2 separate regions of the Capra hircus genome follow, and region 1 is linked to region 2. A link is a contact called in public Hi-C data. All regions are on one chromosome and are shown on one strand. The core of a region is the stretch at or near the end of the contact, and the rest is flanking DNA. Distances in the headings are between cores, read along the strand shown. Region 1 has its middle 340 kb from the start of MRPL17. Region 2 holds the start of MRPL17 (39S ribosomal protein L17, mitochondrial).

Region 1 (2,805 bases), core at 158-2,657, 340 kb after region 2:
ATTAACAAAAGACTTTGCAAGATGTGAGACTGCTGGCAGAAATGTTGAGTTCAGTGAGAATTCAGGAGAGTTTCTACTGCATGAGGTAGAGTAATTAAAGAGATTCCCACAATAATTTTCTTGGTGGCCTCAACCAAAAGAGTAGAAATAATAATGGCTCTAAGGCAAAAGGGTTATTCCCATACCACAGGGTCCAATTGTTGACTATATTCTATGGGTCAGTGATAATCCCCATGTTTTGGGTGAGTATCTCAAGGGCATTCCACCCTTTTCATATACAAAAAGAGAAAAAAGAATCTGATAATTAGAATGCTCATTCTAATGACAGGTGGGTTCATCAAACTCTCCTGCAAGGTCTTAAAATATGTGTCATCTGATTTTTCTGATAAAATTGGGTCAGAATTGTTACTGTTGAGTAAAACATACAAAGGTTTGGCCAGAAGAAAGAAATTTGAAATCCTGTTTTGTCAATAGCCAACTAGCCTGAGAAAACCTCACAGATAGTCTTTAGCTTGGGGTCTGGGGAAACTTTAGGATACGATGAAGTTTATCTAGGTATGGCCCTTGTTCTGATATCAGAGGCCCTAGATGTAGAACCCGGGTTTGGGAGAACTATAATTTTTCATTGTTGACCTTATGTCCCTTCAAAGCTAAAAGCAGTAGCAGGTAAAACCTGTCTCTTTGTGAGGAAGCATCAGAAGGAGGGCAGAGAAGTAGCAAATCATCCACTTATTGCAACAAAATGGAACCTCTAAGGAACTTTACATCATCTAGATCAGTCTTCAGAATTTGTGAGAAATAAGAAGGATTCATATACATACTCCAAGTATGTAACCTTGAGGAAGTACTGCCAAGGTGAATTCTTTTTTTTCCAAGTGAAGGCCAAAAGGTATTGGCCAGCTTCATCAACTGTATTATTAACTAATGCACTATATAAATCAGTTACAGTGAAGAATGTGCTTCTCGTGGGGATGGATGTTAGTGATGTATGAAGAGCAGAATGAGACAGGAAGGAGACAGAGGCACAACCTTTAAAAGAATGATATAGCCCTTGAAGACACGACATATACTGCTTAGAACCAGCTAGGGTGAATGACTTCCACTAGACCTTGAACCTCGTTATACATTCATTGTAGTTTGTCAGCATGCTGAATGACACACCCGCCAGAGCTATGACCATTCTGAGGCCAACTGGGAAAGGTCAAAGAGTGGGCAGTGGTCCAACTCCTGAAAATCCTGGGCTTTTCCCCAAAATAGTTGGAATAATCATCCCACTCACTAGCCTGTTATATTACCTAACCCAGGTTTTGGGGCCTCTCATCTTCTGGGATGGCCCCACTCTGCCTTTGGAGTGTTTTTCCCATGGCCTCTTGCCTTCTTGAGTTGGCCCAAAATCTGTTTATGCAGTATGTTTAATTCCTTCCAGTGTAAAGCCAGGAACAAATACTTGGCAGCTGTGCCAGGAACTTGTCTTAAGTCCTGGGACGTGACCATCCTCTTGTGCCCCATTTTCTTTTCTGCAACAAGAGGAACTAAGAGGAAAAGGGTGTGGTGTATTTCTTGAAGGGCCTAAACAGAAGAAAATAGGCTTAGAGACAGGAAGGAACCTCTTAAAAGTTAATTAGAGATCCCATTATTTGAACTGTTAGTATTCCAAGGCAGGGAGTGCTTTACAGTAGTGGAACTGACCATGGAGACAGTGCTCCAGTGTCATTTAGAACTGGAAAAGATTCATCCTGTTTGGAGAAATGTTTCTCCAAGCCAATTAAGAGAGGGTATTTGGAGGAGTCCTTGATTTCCTATCATTGAGAATTGGGTGGATGTTGGAAAAAATCTATTTCTGCTTTACTGACTATGCCAAAGCCTTTGACAGTGTGGATCACAATAAACTAGAAAATTCTGAAAGAGGTGGGAATACCAGACCACCTGACCTGCCTCTTGAGAAATCTGTATGCAGATCAGGAAGCAACAGTTAGAACTGGACATGGAACAACAGACTGGTTGCAAATAGGAAAAGGAGTATATCAAGGCCTATATTGTCACCTTGCTTATTTAACTTCTATGCAGAGTACATCATGAGAAACGCTGGGCTGGAAGAAGCACATGCTGTAATCAAGATTGCCAGGAGAAATATCAGTCACCTCAGATATGCAGATGACACCACCCTTATGGTGCAGAAAGTGAAGAACTAAAGATCCTCTTGATGAAAGTGAAAGAGGAGAGTGAAAAAGTTGGCCTAAAGCTCAACTTTCAGAAAACGAAGATCATGGCATTGGTCCCATCACTTCATGGGAAATAGATGGGGAAACAGTGGAAACAATGAGAGACTTTATTTTTGGGGGGTCCATAATCACGGCAGATGGTGATTGCAGCCAAGAAATTAAAAGACACTTACTCCTTGAAAGGAAAGTTATGACCAACCTGGATAGCATATTGAAAAGCAGAGACATTACTTTGCCAACAAAGGTCCATCTAGTTAAGGCTGTGGTTTTTCCAGTAGTCATGTATGGATGTGAGAGTTGGACTATAAAGAAAGCTGAGTGCCGAAGAATTGATGCTTTTGAACTGTGGTGTTGAAGAAGACTCTTGAGAGTCCCTTGGACTGCAAGGAGATCCAACCAGTCCATTCTAAAGGAGATCAGTCCTGGGTGTTCATTGGAAGGACTGATGTTGAAGCTGAAACTGCAATACTTTGGCCACCTGATGTGAAGAAGTGACTCATTTGAAAAGACCTTGATGCTGGGAAAGATTGAGGGCAGGAGGAGAAGGGGTTGACAGAGGATGAGATGGTTTGATGGCATCACC
Region 2 (2,996 bases), core at 223-2,722:
TTCTCCAGAAATCCAAAGGGGGGAAAACAATCAGTTTACATACATACAATGATTTTTACCTATTGTGCAAAGAAAAGGGTATCTGGCTCTCAGAAAGTTCTGGGCTCCAGACTCCAATCAGAGAGTCCATTTTACAACTCAAGCTCCAGTTCTTAGAGCTGAATAGAGCTCCCAAGGCCTGTGATCACGGGCACTGATGAGGGCCACATGCCCTTTGGCTTCAGTTAAACCTCTGGTGTTTGAGCTGGGTGGGAACTGCGGGTGCTTGCTTCCTGGTCCTGCCGCAGCCCCTGAAGCAGCTGGTTTAGGAGTGTAAGGTTGCTGTCTCTGCGTGGCAGGGGCAGGGGTGGGAGACAGTTTCCTCTGTACTCAATCACTGCCATTTTGGCCCGATCCTGCTGATTCCGATTTGGGATCTGCAGCATTCTCGTGTAGCCCCCATTCTGACCTTGGTACCGAGGGGCCAGTACTTGAAACAGCTTTGGGATCAAGTCTTTCTCCTAGACGGGGAGAGTTTTCCAGGAGAGAGCAGAGTCAGGCACCATCACCGACACATTAACTTTCAGCATCCCCAAAGGTAGGGTTCAAACACACACACACCCACATCCCTTCCCTCACCCTCTGACGTGGCATTATAAACTGATCAATTATGGGCAGTTGTGTAGACTGAGATTCACGTTGAACTCAACGTAGGACATATATCTCTTACTTAGTTCACATTTGTCCGTAAGTGCGTGCCTTAATTTCGCCCAATTCCCTTTCCTCTAACAACTCCCTTCCACTTAGGAATCAAAGGATAAGATCTGGGAAGTGGACAGGATGCACTCACCGTGAGCCAGAAGTCCGCCATGCGCATGGCTCGTTCGTTGGTGTCTCCCAGCTTCCCGTAGTCGATGAGCTGTGAGGACACAATATCACTCACCAAAATCCGAGCAAGAAAGGAGGCGTCAATCTTAATCTTCTAATGCCAAATTGCAACCAATTCATTCCATACTCTAGCAAAGCATGTCGCTAATTCAGGCTGCCTCTAAACACGCTGTCCTAATCAGGTCTCCATTTGAGGGGCCACAGGAGTAGGTTCAGCTCATGGTAATGAGACTTCGGGCCCTCTTTACCAGGGCGGTCCCAATTCTTCCCCAACTCCAGCCGGATCCCGCCCCCTCAGGCCAGACCTAGGAGAGGCACAAGAGGGTCACGCCCCTTACCTTCTCGGCGTAGCCCCTCAGCTCGTCCACGCGTGCCCATGACGCCTCGATGCGTTCGTGGCGCACCAGTCCCGTAAGCAAGTTCTGCAACAGGTGAATGCGGGACTCGGGACCAAGGCCTAGACGGCGGTATACGCGGCCGTGGGAGACCGCGGCGGCGAACGACAGCCGCATGTCCCCCGCTGCTCCCGACCTCTGTGAGGCCGGAACTGGAAACTTAGAGACGCGGCCGAGAGGCGGAGCTTAGAGGACCCACGCGCCTTACGTAGCTGCGTGGTGGACGTGTTTGCGCATGTGTATCAGAGCCTGCCTCGTTGGCAGCCTTGGGGAGGGCGGGGACGGGGCGTTGACCTCGTCCGGAGGAGGAGAGACGGGCGGAGTTTGGTCTTTCGAGCGCGGCTGGTTTGCCCGGGAACCAGGCGCCCCCTGGTGTGGAGTGAGCAGGCCGACGGTTTCTCTGGTGCTGCGACAGTCGTCAGGGGACCCCGCGCTGGGAAGCTCAGCTTGGAGCTGGCTTGTAGCGTGAGGACCTGAAGAGGAAAGTGCTTGGAGGTGTTCCAGTCCTTCAGGCCGGGGGACCTGCTCTTTCTGAGGCGCGGGGAGTCTGACACTCTGAGCGTGTCAATTTTGAAAAGCAAATTATTTTCAGCAGTAATGGCGAAATGAATGGAATAACAATGATAGGAAAGAAATAGAGATGGTGAAAATTTTCTTTCCTTGAAGTTGTTGACTGGGAAAAAAAAGCACAACGTAAAAGTTGAGAGTTGTTTTACCTAGCAGACAAAACTGAGGACTTGATCCCACGACACAGTAGCTAAGATAACTCCGAGAGGCTATGGTGGCAGAGGGGGTTGTAGAAGGGGTTTGGAGTGGGTGGGGGGCAGAAAATATAAGAGATTTTGCAGGGAAGACAGGGTAGTTGGAGCATCAAAAGATTATCTTAAAGAAAGCCAGATATCTCAAGGGATTTAGTGCTTTTTTATGTATGAGAAGATGGAAGAGTCTAGGCTCACTGAGATCATTGTTTTGATATGCATCCCAGCTATTTGGGGCTAGTATGAGTGAGTTGGTGATGGACAGGGAGGCCTGGCGTGCTGCAATTCATGGGCGACTGAACTGACTGACTGATCCTGTTTTCTCATCCCGAGTCTCCTCAGGTTGCTCCATTCAGTGAGTGGCTGCAGTGTCTGATGATTCACTGGGGAGGGTTATGTTTCTGTCCTGAGTTTCCTTGGGGTTTACTGTGGTGGAGAGGAGGGTCTGCACAGGCTGATGGCTGCAACATCGTTTCTTTACTGATGTGGCAGGTGACATTTTTAATCCACAAAGCAAATCTAAGTGTTAGGTAGGTAGAACAGGGGAAAGGAGTCCAAAATGGTGGTGGCTACAGACAAGGAAAGGAAAAGCCCGTGAAAATGAAATAAAAGGTCCGAGGACTGGAGTGAGGACCTCAGGTAAAACAAACAACACTCCTGGCTGGCCCAGTTTACATAGGACAGGCCCAGGGAGAGATAAACATATAAATAGAGGAGCCAGAGCCAGCTCTGTCTCTCTCTCCTGCGCTCTGGGGCGCTCTTCTCAAGTCTTTAGATCGACGTGCCCTCACACCTTGAAGATGGATTTTCCTGCTATCTTCTAAATAAAATAGAGCTGTAACACTGATTTGTTTAAGAGCTATAACACGGTTCATTTGAGACCTGAGAGCTATAACACGGTCTATCCAAGACCTGAGAGCTGTGACACGCCGAGGGGGCTTTAATATCTGTCACTCCAAATCTTTGTTGTGAGGAG

The links. A called contact is a pair of places that touch in the nucleus more often than the background predicts.
Region 1: a Hi-C map of liver shows a contact between it and region 2, with 5 times the contacts expected there. The contact joins the enhancer-like site here to the promoter of MRPL17 in region 2. A contact is called at or near these places in 4 of 5 Hi-C or Micro-C datasets (blood and liver).

The regions. Positions count from the first base shown.
Region 1 is chr15:36,292,839-36,295,643 of ARS1.2, forward strand. No RefSeq gene overlaps it. Among named protein-coding and RNA genes, the nearest start is that of MRPL17, 340 kb to the left of the region's middle. Within about 2 kb of position 1,408, at least 1 of the 5 cell types and tissues checked has an H3K27ac peak or open chromatin away from gene starts, as enhancers often do.
Region 2 is chr15:35,957,373-35,960,368 of ARS1.2, forward strand. MRPL17 (39S ribosomal protein L17, mitochondrial) reads right to left here and starts at 1,473. Exons shown (of 3, transcript XM_005709644.3): 1 at 1,206-1,473; 2 at 830-898; 3 at 1-500. The coding sequence starts at 1,379. The coding sequence ends at 225.